Regions from separate parts of the Mus musculus genome. Here region 1 is linked to region 2. The links are chromatin contacts, called in public HiChIP or PLAC-seq maps. All regions are on one chromosome and are shown on one strand. The core of a region is the stretch at or near the end of the contact, and the rest is flanking DNA. Distances in the headings are between cores, read along the strand shown. Region 1 overlaps Barx2 (BarH-like homeobox 2). Region 2 has its middle 92 kb from the start of Gm31408.

Evidence for each region. HiChIP or PLAC-seq counts read pairs in DNA pulled down with a chosen protein or histone mark.
Region 1: a contact with region 2 is called in an HNF4G HiChIP or PLAC-seq map of pancreatic cancer cells. The contact joins two enhancer-like sites. A contact is called at or near these places in 4 of 115 datasets of contacts at active chromatin or transcription factors (embryonic fibroblasts, embryonic hindbrain, embryonic stem cells and 1 more).

Annotation. Positions count from the first base shown.
Region 1 is chr9:31,866,831-31,874,104 of GRCm38.p6, forward strand. All of the region lies in intron 1 of Barx2 (BarH-like homeobox 2), which reads right to left. Among named protein-coding and RNA genes, the nearest start is that of Gm31497, 36 kb to the right of the region's middle. Within about 2 kb of position 2,416, at least 17 of the 459 cell types and tissues checked have an H3K27ac peak or open chromatin away from gene starts, as enhancers often do. A contact at or near this core is called in pancreatic cancer cells, where this site is marked.
Region 2 is chr9:31,648,814-31,655,565 of GRCm38.p6, forward strand. No RefSeq gene overlaps it. Among named protein-coding and RNA genes, the nearest start is that of Gm31408, 92 kb to the left of the region's middle. Within about 2 kb of position 1,793, at least 21 of the 459 cell types and tissues checked have an H3K27ac peak or open chromatin away from gene starts, as enhancers often do. A contact at or near this core is called in pancreatic cancer cells, where this site is marked.

The DNA.
Region 1 (7,274 bases), core at 1,166-3,665, 220 kb after region 2:
GAATAACAATATGAACTAATCAGTAACCCCAGAACTCGTGTCTCTAGCTGTATATGTATATGTAGCTAAAGGTGGCCTAATTGGCCATCATTGGGAAGAGAGGACCCTTGGTCTAGCAAACTTTATATGCCCCAGCACAGGAGAAAGCCAGGGCCAAGAAGTAGGAGTGAGTGGGTAGAGGAGCAGGGTGGGGGGAAGGGTATAGGGGACTGATGGGATAGCATTTGAAATGTAAATGAAGAAAATATCCAACAAAAAATGGAAAAAAAGAGACATGTTGTTATCAAATAGAACAAGACCTGCCCTTTCTTCTTTTCACAAAATTTCCTGACATTTGTCTAATTGTACTTTATAATCATTTTGTTGGTCTGTTTTAAGAAACAACACACTCCACCATACAAACAAAAATGAAGAAGTAAATACAACTGATACCCTGGTAAAAATTGTGCTAACCTTATAGATTAATCTAGGGAAAGAGAACTCTTCTGATGATCTTACCCGATGGTTTACAGAGATTTGTGCACTTTGCTTAATGAAGACTAAACCCAGTGAAACATTTTAAATGTTCTGTCTATCTATCTATCTATCTATCTATCTATCTATCTATCTATCTATACCCTTCCCTTCCCTCCCCAACTCTCTCTCTCTTTCTCTTCATTTCTCCTTCCCTCCAACCTTCTGGTGGGACATTTTTAAGGCACATCAGAACCACCACAGTCTATCATATGAAGAATCTTAACTGAATATTCTAATGCAAATTCAGTGACTAAAATTACATCTGGTTACCACCTGAGAGCACTTCTACGTTGGGGACATACACAAATGGAAGACGACCACCAAGGTAAATACAGTTGCAGTGAGACTTAGGGGCCTGGGTATTTGATGTGTACCTTTAAGCTTAGAAACATGGCTGGGCTAAGAGGTAATATATGTGCAGCGAAACCCTGAGTCTCCCAATACGCACAGAAAACTGAGACAAAATATGCTCAAGTCAGCTGCTTCTATCTTTTCTTATACGCCCTGATTTTCATCAAAATAGCTGTGCTCAGAGCTTTACTTTCACCAACCAGTTGCGTAAACATTTCATATTCCCATCAAAGCAGTGAAATGGATTAGTCATATGCCTACAAGTTTTTAAAAATAGGGGGTATTTACAAATTAATGCATAATTCTTAGAAATTATCACTAAGAATGTTGACTAAAGACAGCTTCTGACCCAGCCTGGATCATTCACTTGTACTTGTAAAACTCAGGCAGTTATATGCCTAGGAGGGAGTGGCCACTGTAATAAACCAGACACCCTATTTAAACAAACATGTTTTTAGTTGACAAATGGAGTGTAAGCGTGACCACACTGGGTGCATTTTCTAATGATTGTTTTTCTTCAGCTTAAATGGGTTTCGCATAGGATGAATAGCACATTGACTGTGTATCCTATATCTAGAAACGCTTCCCTTGTCAAATGTTTGGTCTGTCTGAGACTCTGCCCTTGGATTCTAAAACTTAAGTGGTTGACTCCTGCCACAAAATGTCCCCAGAGTTTGAGGGGATGGGTTAAACAGAGGAGTCAGAACTCTAGATTCATGGATTCTTAGGTTCAACATGGAGTTGAAAATATTTTTTTTTTACATTTTATTGATTCTTTGTGAATTCACCCTGATCCCATTCATCTCCCTGTCCCTTCATATCTGCCCCTGCCCTTGTCACCTCCCCTTCCCAAAAGAAGACAAAAAATTAAAATAAAAAGGGAACAAATAAACAAAAATCTCACTATAGAAGCTACACATGTCACAGTGTGTCACATAGTATGTCCCCTAGTCCCCAAACAGCTTTCCTTGCAAATACTCATTGCAATCATTCATTGGTCTGCTTCGAGGCCTCTGGCTTCTGCCACGATGTCAATGCTGGATCCTTAAGAGGGCTCCTCTCAGATATCCTGCTGTTGCCCTATGTCATGGAGATCCTACAACTTTGTATCTGTAGGACCAGCACCTTTACATGTTCCAGCAGTTCATAGATTGAGTTGATGTTGGCTTCAATTATCAAGGAGAAAGTATGCCATTTTATACAGGGAATCTGTTCATCCATGTGTTTGCATATCCACCAGGGCAGGGTGACCTAGAACCTATGCCCTTGATTACTGAAAAATGTCAGTACTCTAAGATTCCACACTGTACATGAGCTCACATGCCAGGGTCAAGCATGGACACCATCCAGTGTTGCCAATTGCTGTCACATCTTACCTGCAGCCATGGCTGTACTTGAACTCTAGGGCAGAAACCTCAGACAACAGTACCTGCTTCTACAAATCTCCTGTGGGCTTTTCTTCATTTCCTCAGCGTACCAGTTCCCAAACTGCCTCTCCACACCCACATTTCTGGCTGACACAAGCAAGGGCCAAAGGTCAGAATGAGTAAGAATCTCTAAGTTGCTGATTGACTCATTTATGGTCCAGGAATGTGTGACCTATATATGTGTAGAATGCTTCAGAGCAACCCAAGTAGCGCACACAAACACAAGGAGACAGATGTATTCAGGCAGCCTGAAAGTGACTTGGTGGAACATGTGGGAAGCAATAGTTGAGTTCCCCTTCTGAGTTCCCTGAAAGGGAAGGGAGTTCATATAATCACTCACAACAAATAATTACAACCGGCTTTCATTTCTCTCAACTAGCCAGTAAATTTGGCGGCAAAGGGAGATGGGGGTTGGGGCTCCCCCTCTGACTCAGAGTGATCTGGAACAGATAGATGCTAAATATTCCTTTTGTAATATCATCATCTATAAAGTCAAATAAATAATAGTTCTTCCCTTGTGTGACTGTAAGAGTTAAATTAATTAAAATATGGGAAGCACCCACAAGTACCAGAAGCACTCATGGGTACTGAGTTGCTCTTAGCCCACTTTGTTTCATCCCTCTACTTAGATACTTGTGATTGAGCCACACTGAAGGGGAGAGGGGTTGGGGTTTTTTTTTTTTTTTTTTTTTTTTTTGGTTGGTTGGTTTTTTTGTTTTGTATTTATTTATTTATTTATTCATTTATTCATTTATTTATTTATTTAGCGAGCAGGCTTAAATTTGGCTTGGTGTTATAGGCCTGTAGTCCCAGCTAGTCAGGAGACTGAGACAGAAGGATTGCAGATTTAAGGCCTGACTATTCTGGGAAGTATTGAAACATAGCTGTTAACTGTCAGGGAGAGATGTGGAGATCAGCACACATGAGGTCCTGGGTTCAAACCTCAGTTATCAAAAACAAGAAACAAAAAAGCAAACCTACATGCAAACAACATGCACATCCCCATGACCTCTGTGCAGTCATATACAATGCAAAAATCAGCAACCCAGAGACAGCCAGTTTCTCTTTGCATCACAAAAGACTTCAAAGGCCTTTGCAGCCATGTTCTGGGACTGACTACAACCACAGAGGAAAAAAAAATCAATATAAACTGGCCAGAAATTCTCTTAAAACCTCCTGGAATCCAGAAACATTTGATTTTACTAATCTGTAAGGAAAAAAAAAAAAAAACAGAGCTAGAGATGTAACTCAACAGCAAAAATACCTGCTTAGTGTGCAAGAAGTCCTGGATTTCATTCCCTGCATATCACACACACACACAGAGCATATGTGCACACACCTCACATGCATACACATACACTCACACATACATACACACACTCACATGTACACACATCCACTATGGTACATATTTGCACACACACAGCACAGGTACACTCAGAGAGTGCACACACATACAGCATGCATGCACATACACACACACACACTTCATCAATCAGCTTGAACATCTCAACACATAGCCCTTGTCAGGACAATGGGAAAGGAAAGATAAATTTCAGGGCACAACAGACAAAACCAAAGTCAATTTTTATGAAGTTCAGGAAAACAGTTACAGGGTGGTTTAAATTACTTTGTGCAGAGTGAATTAAGGATAAGCAAGGACAGGATGTAAAGTCCAGCGCCTGTCAACTTTGAATGAAGTGACATAAGGAGGAAAAAAGAACCTGAGGAGGCTCTGGTTGGCCCTTTAAGTCTCCAACAGGGTTGGATTTTCCTGCAGGGCACAGTGAATGAAATAGGTCATTTCCCAGGTCACAACTTTATGTGGCTAAAGAAGAGAAGCTTTGTTGAGAAGTCAACTCAAAAGCCAACAAAATGTCTTACCTGTTGACTCCCTCATTAAAAGGGGGGGGGGGTGCTGGCATTTAGTGAGGTGAGTGTAGATGAGTTTGAAACACGGAAGACATTTATTTTAAAAGATCCACATGAAACAGCCATGACGTAGACTCTAGAATAATCACCTATGTGGACGTAAAGCAAGCAAGCAAACAAGCGAACTGAAGAAGGTTCATAAAGGTTCCCAACAAAAGGCAGGAGGTGGGGTGGGGAGGAGATGTCAAGGAGATGTGGGAAACTGAAGGAAGCCAGGGAGGTGAACACAGACACAGAGCAACCCCGGGAGGCTGGTTGCATCACCACCAGATTCGTTATGCACACAAGCTCAGTCTTGTCAATTCGACCTGCAATATTACCAGATCTGTAGATACCCACAGAATATCGGGCTGAGCTGAGATCAATCAAGATAGCCAAGAGGATAGATTCCTGGACCTTTCTAGGCTGCTAAAATGTAGATTGTCCCACCCCACCTTCAACAGTCCTCAGCTCCCTCTGCCAAGAACACCCTGGAAACAACCTGGTCTTTCTTCTCCCTCCCAGCCGTCCTACAGTCTTCCATACAGCCAGCCACACCTGCTCCCATCCTCTCCTCACAAGCCAGCATTGACAGAGCGCTGCCCAGAACAGCTGTTGTTTATTACAAAGACAGAGTTAACCGCTCCTCCCTTCATGTACCCACACCTTTTGTTCACGTCCTTATTCACCCTTACTTAATTCAAACCTTAAATTACAAGGTAATTTATTTACCCATCTGCTTCTCAGCAACTTGCCAATTTTTTATCAGAAGACAAGATCAAAAAGACTATCTTCGTAGAACCTGGACCTCCACTGAACATATTTTACCAGAATCAAGAGATTTAGACCAGAGAAAATCATTCTAACCCACTAAGTTCTGTGGCTTTAGTCAAATCCTACTTCACAGCTTCTATTTTCTCTGTTTTAAATGGTGATAACACTTTTCTGCAAGTATGCCATAGGACACTGGATAATAAGCATCAATGAATAATTGATAAATAAAATTCAATGAAGAATTATTCCAAAAATGTTCTCATTTTTTTTCAAACACCCATTAGCAGGCAGGCCCAGATGAAGTTCCTATTTCCCAGACGCCTGTATTCACTAGGAAATAATCCTGCTTTTTTGTACTCTAGTCCCTCTCCTATGCCTCCTGTTCACTGGTTTCTAGTTAGGGTCTGGGGTCTGCGGGGGCAGCACCTGTACGGTTTCTAGAAGAAAGCCTATAGTTCGTCAGCATCAAAGCATGCTGGAGAAGGACCCACGCAAACACAGGGGGACAGAGGGCAGATTCTCCCTCAAGAACAGATCTAATTGAGGTTTGAAAAGTACAGCTGTCTGAGATGTCATCACAAATAGCAAATAGCTAAGAAGGAACAAGTAGAAATTTAAGTTATGCTCACACAAAAGCATAAAACTTTGCCAAATGCCATTAAGAAACTTCAAAGGGAAAATAAATGCACATGCATGGTAGAGAAAACAAGAGAAAGGGTGTTTATGTCTTACTGAAGCATGGTCCAAAGAATGTCTCATGCTGAAATTGGTTCCACAGAGCGAGGGCGAGGGGAAGTACTTTGGGTCATGAAGGCAAAGTCACTAAGCCAGGTTGCTCTCTTGTTTGGTAAGAGTCCAAAAGGATAGTTAAGGTCATAACAGTCCCCTTGGTTGTGACAAGTGGCACTGTGACATTTCTATCTGGATATTTTGATGTCCTACACCCAGCCCTATGATTTCTGTGGGAAGGGTTCCTCTCAAATGCCATGTTAAAAGTTAAGCAGATACTGTGGTCAAGACCAAAAAAAAAAAAAAGTTGCAAAACACCTCAAGTGTGAGAGGAGGAAGAAAAGGAAGTCCTGTGTAATGGCAGTATCTTTTTTAATTTTATTTTAATTTTTATTTACATGTATGTACACATATGTGGGCGACCACAGCACTCAGTAGAGGGTATAGGATCCCCTGCAGCTAGAGTTATGGGAACTTGTTAGCTGTCCAGTGTGCATGCTGGGAACTGAACTTGGGTCCTCTGTGTGAACCACAGCACTCTTAACCATGGAGCCATCTCTCCAGACCCATCTGGCAGGATCTTATTAAAGAGCATGAAATTATCCTCTCCCTTTCTCTCTTACTTAAGCAAGGGGCACCCCAACTGTGAGAAATGTGTGTCACATAGCAATACTTCCTCGTGTTTGAGGCCTTCTCTTGACAGTGTACATCATGCTAAGACAATAACAATATATTGTTACATCAGCATGAACAGCAATTGTGCAGAGCATGGTATCCAAACAAGACCAAATACAACCACTCCCTTCCACAAAATGGCTTTGGGTTTACCCTACACTGAACCAAATTTTGCATGTTAAGATTCATCTCTGCCTGCAGCAACTCTATCCAGTTTGTTCAGCCTTCTCTTTCTCTGAATTTTATCTTTCTCTGAATTGTCTTCATCTGTAAATAGGGAGGTAGATAATTTTTTGGCCTTTTTGGTACCAAAATGTGATAGTTTTATCAGTATGCCATGCTGAGAAACAATAGTTTTTCTATATTTCTCAGTCTGATTTGAAGTCTTTGCTTTATAAATGTATCTGCTTTTATGTTAGACTTCTCATAGAATATCAACCAAACAAACACTAGCTGTTAGACAACCAGTCAAAGAGCATGAATATTAACACATGCAAGTCAACTTTTCCAGATCTACTTGGTTCACAGGAAGTAGGTGATAAGCTATTTACTTATCTGATATCCCCATAGGTGATCCTGATTAGCTACCAGAGGCAAATGACTCTATCTGCATAATTCTCGACTTGCACAATTAAGACTTTGAGACTCTGTGATTTATACCTAATGACACACTGGAAACAAAGCATGAGGTTATTGTTTCCTAAACCATCCTTTGATGGATAAGGCAGCAAGCACTGAACAGAGCCTTATAGACAGCCCATGTCTGAACGTGGGGACCAGAGCTCAGACCTCTGGTCATCTCACAGGATTGCTTTTGCAGACAAGGGCCACCAAGCACTGAGTACTGCAGCCCCTTATTCTGCTTCAGGAAGTCTATTTATCAGAAGCTTG
Region 2 (6,752 bases), core at 543-3,042:
TGCTGGCTCCCAGAAGAGCTTTCCGCTCGGCTAAGTTGTGATTCTCTGTATTGTGGGACAGGTTTTGGTTTGCTTGTTCAGTGTGGTGACTCACTTATCTTACATATTTTAGAAGAGCCAATTTTTTTCTTTCCTTTCTTTTAAAATTTCTTTTTCTCTTTGCTTGTTGCTAGGATAAAAGCACCTCTGAACTCCCTCCAGGTGCAGAACCAAAATTTAAAATACCAATATACTTTATTGGAATATTAGTATCCTTCTTTCATGAACTTTTGTTAATTAGGTAACTTGGGTCTCTTGTACTAAGGCGAAACCCTCAGATTGAATGCGTTTCCTCTTTGTCTTTGGTGCATACGTGATTTTTGCATCAGCTTATTAACAATGGACCCTAGATTAGCGAACTTTCTATTACTGTCACAAATACTGGCATAAGTACATTATTAGCTTTGGAGGTTACAGGCCTCAGTGCCTTTGTTCCTGTGGTTAGACAGCACATGACAGTGACAATCTAAGTCAGAACGCAACTTTTTTCTCATGGCTGGAACACAAAAGAGAAAGAGAAAGAGAAAGAAACTATGGTCCCAGGGCTCTATTCAAAGTGATGACCCCAACCACCTAAGACTTACCAGCATCACCTCTTAAAGTTCTTACTACCTTCCAGTAGTGCCACAGGCCAGGGACCAAGTCTAACTCGGAAGCCTTCTGGGGGGCATACCAGATCCAAACCATAGATAGCAAAATCCAAATGTAATTGTGAAATGCAGGCAGGGTGAATGAATAAGTTAGTGAATGAACACCACCCAGATGTGCATCCTAATAATTATCAAAGTCCCTTTCCAGTAAATCAATTTCTATATCGCATTCAAAGAATTTCTGAGGTGTCCCAAGTCAGAGGCGTGCTCAAAGCCGTAGAAGGCCAGTCAACGTGCTGGACCGAGATCGTGGGAATCCTGAGATGTGAATAGTTGATATTTTCTCTGTTCCTCAGACAGTGTGACAGTGGCCAGCTCCTATGTGGAGGCCAGGTGCTGTGTCTTTCAACACTCTTTCTGTTTCATGTTGAATGAGTCAAGCCTTGCAAAGCTTGAAGAGTGAAAGCCTGCCCCCCTTACACCCCTGAAAGTGGCCGGGGAAAGGGCCCTTCTGCCAAGGTTCTCACCCAGGTGTCCGAGCTCCCCTTTTTTTCCCCCGCTTCAAATAGTCCAGTGACCCCAGCCCATGCATGGAGATCTCTAACCATACTGAACCTGTTTTCTAGAGAAAGCATGTGTGTGTGCATCCTAGGGAGGGAAAGATGGTGCCTTACCCGCGTATCAAAGCTATTTATGTGTCTGTTGTTCAAATTGTGAGGTTCTTGAAGGCACTACTCAGTGCCAACAGAGTAAATGGCTGCTGGATCAGACGATGGAAAAGAAAGCATGATATATGATAGCTGAACAAACGTTTTTCTGAAGTAAGGTCCGTTTCTCACATTGGCCAGGGTCTCTAAAGATGTAGGGTCCTCCTAATGCCTCATCTCATCCAAAAGGACACCCAAACAGCTGCTTCCCTCTCTGCTTGGATTAACTCCGCCAACTTTGCATGTAGGCTTGTTCACATCTCGGAGTGCTAGAACCAGTTTGAGGCTTTTCCATGAAGTGTGTGGTAATGGTGTCCCCAAATGGCTTGAGGTGATGAAAGAACAACCTGGGAGAGTCACCTCCCTGTTTGTCTTCTCAGCCTTGGGAGTGGACCCTAGAAGGGCTATGCCCCAACCCTGGCCTCTTTCTCGGCCCAGGGCTATGAGGGACTTGCTGCATTCTGAGTGTGTGAAAAGAACGAGGGGACTATGAGTCAGAGAAATAACTCCTAGGGCCAACCTCACCCTAGAATTGTTTCATCAAAATGGGAAGCTGCAGAGGGGGGAACAAGCCCGATGCCAAGGTGTCCACGCTGTTCCAACTTGCCTTCGAGTTGAGGACTCAGCAAACACTGACACGGGTTGACAAACCAAGACAGGTTTGATTTACAGAGCACTCCTCTGTCCCAGGGAGAAATCAAACATTGTAAATCACCAGGGGATGGCCTAGGCTCTAGAGTGCTTATAAACCATCTGAGCAGGCCTTGCCTCTTGCCCCACCGGGAGTAACTTTCCATCGGGCAGTGTGCCCTTCTCAGAGGCAAGACAAAAAAGAATTGTGTGCACAGAGGGTGAGGTGAGTCACAGGAAGCTCAGCAGGGGCTGCTTCTCCTAACCAGGCATCTGTGATCACTGGAAAGCTTGCACAGTACTTACCAGTCTGTCACTAGGCTCCAGAGAGACTTCCATGAACATCAGGGACTGTCCTGCTTGACCGTGCGAGGAGGAAGAGACAGTGCAGCTCTTAAGCTGCAATGTGTGTTTTTTGGATGGTCTGCCCAATGGGTATCTTCTAGAACCTTGGAGCATACATCTCACATGCTTCTGACAGTGATGCCCAAGGCTTCCTATGGAAGAGGCCTGAGTGATATCAATGTGAGAAACAGACACTGGAGACTTGCCTTAAATCTGGGCTTCTATGAAATGTGTCATCAACTGACTAGGGAGGAAGTAAACAGGAACATGGCTAGAGAAAAGAGACATATTCTATATATTCTGTTATCAATGACACACTTATCTGAGCTTTGAGGACCGAGATTCCAGAAGCCAGGGTTTTATTCCTTCCTTCCATGTAACGAATCCATTATTCTCTTTGCATTTTGTAGCATCTTCTTGTGCTTCGTCTGTTCCTTTAAGGCTACCCTACGAGCTAATCAGCCTTTGAATGGAAAACACGTGCCGTGCCTCGTGCTCTTTGCTTTTTTGGCTTACATCATTTGTTGGGACTCTGGATATGGGGTTGGTATAGTTAGTTGAGTGTGGGGCAGGGAGCAAGAGCCTTGCCTGCTGTCTCTTGGCTTTTAGAATTCCTGAACAAAGGCCATTGTTGTGAATTAACCGAGCTGTATGTTTGGTAGAAGGTAAGGCAATCACACTGAACCCAAACAGTGAGATTTCCTGTAGCGTAAGTGAGAAAGTTAGAGCTTTTCTCTGAATTTCAGTTCTTGGTAAAGAAGGGGTTGGGGTTACACCAGAAAAGGGGGTTCTTTTCTGCTGGCTTGCTCTATCCATCCCCAGCATGTTGAGGCTCAGGCCCTAGTACTTCAAGTTATTTTCAGCTCTCCCTACTGGTTACTATAATCTAAGAGTAGGTTATTTTGTACACCCTAGCCTCATGTCTTCCAGTTGCAAGGGAGGGACTCCCACATCAGCCTCTTCCCTATATACAAACCAGCCACGCAGGTGGCAAAGGTGGATCAATCCTTCCTTCTTGAAGGGTCTGAGTGTAATCAAATCTAGGAAGGGACACCTTCCACCCAAGAGGACATGTCTTATCTCAGGAAGATGAAAATAAAGAAAATCAGGAGAATAGTTTCATTGGCACAAATTGGACCAGTGTTGAACTCAGCCTGGGGCAATGAGATTCTACAACACATTCTCTCCGCCCCTCGTACACTTACAGTGTTAAATGTGGAAAGTTTATAGAGATCGCCTTGACAACCATCATGTTGGAAGCTGTATGAAATGTGGTCGGCTTTTAATACACCCAAGGCTGTCTGGTTCCCTTAGCAGTTAAGCCAGTGTTAAACCCACCAGTCCGGAGTGAAATTGTATAAAATATATACTTATATAAGTTCTTCCTTTTAAATGTTTATAATCTATGTTGAATAGCACAAACTCAACACAGGGAAACAAATTCTGGGCAGCTTTCAAAAGAATTGAATTCATTCCATGCCCTGGCGGTAGGTGAAGTCCAAGGCAAGGTTCTCAGCTAAAAGACACCCTCATTCTTTGCCAGTTGTTAGGAAAGGTTCCATGCTGGAAGGAAGTCCCAGAAGCCAGCATGGAGACACAGATGACTTAGGGAAGAGGTCCCAGGCAGGGCAGAGAGCTTCCATAACTAGGGCCAGTATTTTTCAGGGCCTCAAAGTATTTATATGATCAATTACATTGAGACCCTGTCAAATTGCTCCTCTTTCTCACATTGTTCAGCTGTCTCTGGAGATTCTACCTCCCCCATGAGAATGTCCTCACATGTCCTCACATCAGACCTCAGTGACCACCTCCCTCTCTTTCGGAGGTATCAGAATTCAAGTGGACATGTGAAGTGTGCTAGTTTCACCTAAATTCCCATTACCCTCCCACTCCTAGTTCCAGCTTTGCAGTTTAGTGAGTGACACCAACTGTGTTCCTTATGCAAGCAGACAATACTCATCTTACTATGCAGACAACCAGAGGACAGCGAAAGTACATTACCCCCCCCCACACACACACACACACAGTTCACAGACAGCAACACCAGAGTTCTTAGACACTTGATAAAACCTATATCTTTGGCGACTCCTGGAACAGAGAGGCCATATGCCTCTCAGCATAGTGCTAAGTCAGCACAAGACATGGCGTCTCTCGCTTCCTTGGAATGCTCTGCCACCTCCCTGACATGCTCTATTTATGCTCCCTTCTTGTCTGGCAGCCTCAGTCTGGTGCTGTTGCCCAGCTCCCTCCCTGGGACTCACCCGCAGGACCTACAGAGACCTTCCCACTTGGTTCCCAAAGGAAGGCAGCTCAGCAGAAGACAACGAATGTCAACAGGCAAGGGTGGAAGAGGAGAGAGGCAGAGGAAGAAGAGAAGACAGCAGACAAAGGAACGTGTAGATCATTAAGCAGACAGATTCATTACCTGCATCATTCTGACTCAAAAGGCGATTTCCAGGGAGGAACTCTGGACTAGGTATAAGGTGGTGGCTATTATGTATGGGATAGTAGTTCATAAAGTTGAACCAAGAATCCAAGTAGTCATTTATTTGATGCTTTCCAGATAGGCTGGCTATAAGCAGTCTCATACTAACAAACAAGATTATCATTAATGTTATTAAACCATATTACAATTGTTTAAGTTTCTATTGTCCTATTAGAATGTACTCAAAGATTTTCTGGATAAATGCAACTTCACCTTGTACTCATTGTGGTAAACTGAACCAAAAGCACATAGAAAGATATTGGCACTTAGAGGATGGAGAGATGGTCCAGTGGTTAAGAGCAATTCCTGCCCTTACAAAGGTCCCAGCCACTATGCAGCAAGCAGTTCACAACCATCTGAGACTTCAGTTCCGGGAAATCCAACCCCTTCTGGCCTCCATGGGTACCCGGCATACATATGATACACATACACACACATAGGCAAAACATTCATAGATACAAAATAAAGATAAACAATTCATTAAAAAACATACTAGCAGTTTAATTAACTATCAAACCCCAGTTTTGGCTTCCAGGTTGCCTGTTTGGAAGCTGTATGCTTTCTGAAGCTCGACATTAACTTGTGCACAGATAACTCTTTGCTTTTAGCTGATTGTGAGGTGTGGTCATTTTAAATAAAAGCTGGTCTTTGGACTGTTTGAACATGGCTCGGTTGCTACTGGAAAAAGTCCGTTGACATCTTTTGATTTATAGCACCTTTGCCAGGTAGGAAATCTAACAGTACAAGAGTGCTCTATTTTTTTTTTTTTTTTTTTTTTGCAGGTCTGCAGAGGCCTGTTGCTTTTAATGGTATGTGTAGGACATAACATGTGACTCATGTATCCAGTAAAGAGTCATAGTGTGTAATGAGAACAGCTCAGCTGTGACTGGAACGCTCCGACTGCGGATTGCTCTGAAGGTCCATCAGCTTCTGTGAGTTTATATAGAAGTGGGCAGGTGAGGGGTCTGCCTATCAGTGTTACTCGTGTTTTTAATGAGCGCAGGCTATTTAATCATAATGAGCATCACCGACACCCCTTCAAAAGCAGCTCTGTTTGCAGACAGGAAGCCGGTCACAGTATTTCCCAGAATCCTCTTCTCTGGGAGTGTCGGGAAGAGACCATCCAAGCAGAGACCTGAGCTGAAAGAAGCGGCAAGACCAGCATTCTCCAGAATGCTTGCACGCAGGTCTCAGAGACGTGGGGACCACAGTGGCTTTCAGGAGAACTCCCTGAGACTATTCTATGCTGTCCTACAGGCTGGCCAGTGGCTGCAGCTTCGGGATTCAGGAGCTTTTCAGTTCCAGGGAGATCCTGAGTCACGTGCTCCCTTCTCCCACGCTGACTGAGTCAGTGATGGCTTCCTTTCACTTTGCCTCCAAGTTCTGCAGAAGTTTTAATGTCCAGTCTTAAAACTCTTCATGCTTGGAAGACTGAGTGATTTTTATTTTCCTGTTAAAATCCTGCCTGACACAGCAATTATTGAAGCATTAATGTAAACTTAGAAACAACATGTAAATAACTGATTAAAATCAGCTGCCAATGTCATTCACTATAAAAAATAAGATATTCAATTGGAAGAATAAAGGGTATAAATTCCCCCCTGTAGACAAAATGTGATGTTCATCCAACAGGAAGAACTGTGGCTGAAGCCCTCCGGAGAGAAGCCATACCTGCTTGGCCACAGGCCATTAGGACTTTGAGTGTGGGGAGGTTGGAATGTTGCAGGTCCAGGACCTAATTGCAAATTATCTTGACCCTTTAATAACCATCTATTACTCACATCTGTATGTGACCCAATATCTCTGTGGCTATTGGGTAAATCCTCTGGAATGTATAAACAGATCATGAGCCTCCACCAACCAGAAGGCGACGAATGCCATCAGATAGCGTCCGTGGCCTAGAGCTGAGATTTCTCCATTCTGTTGTAATCTGCCTACCTGATGTTTTCACCAATG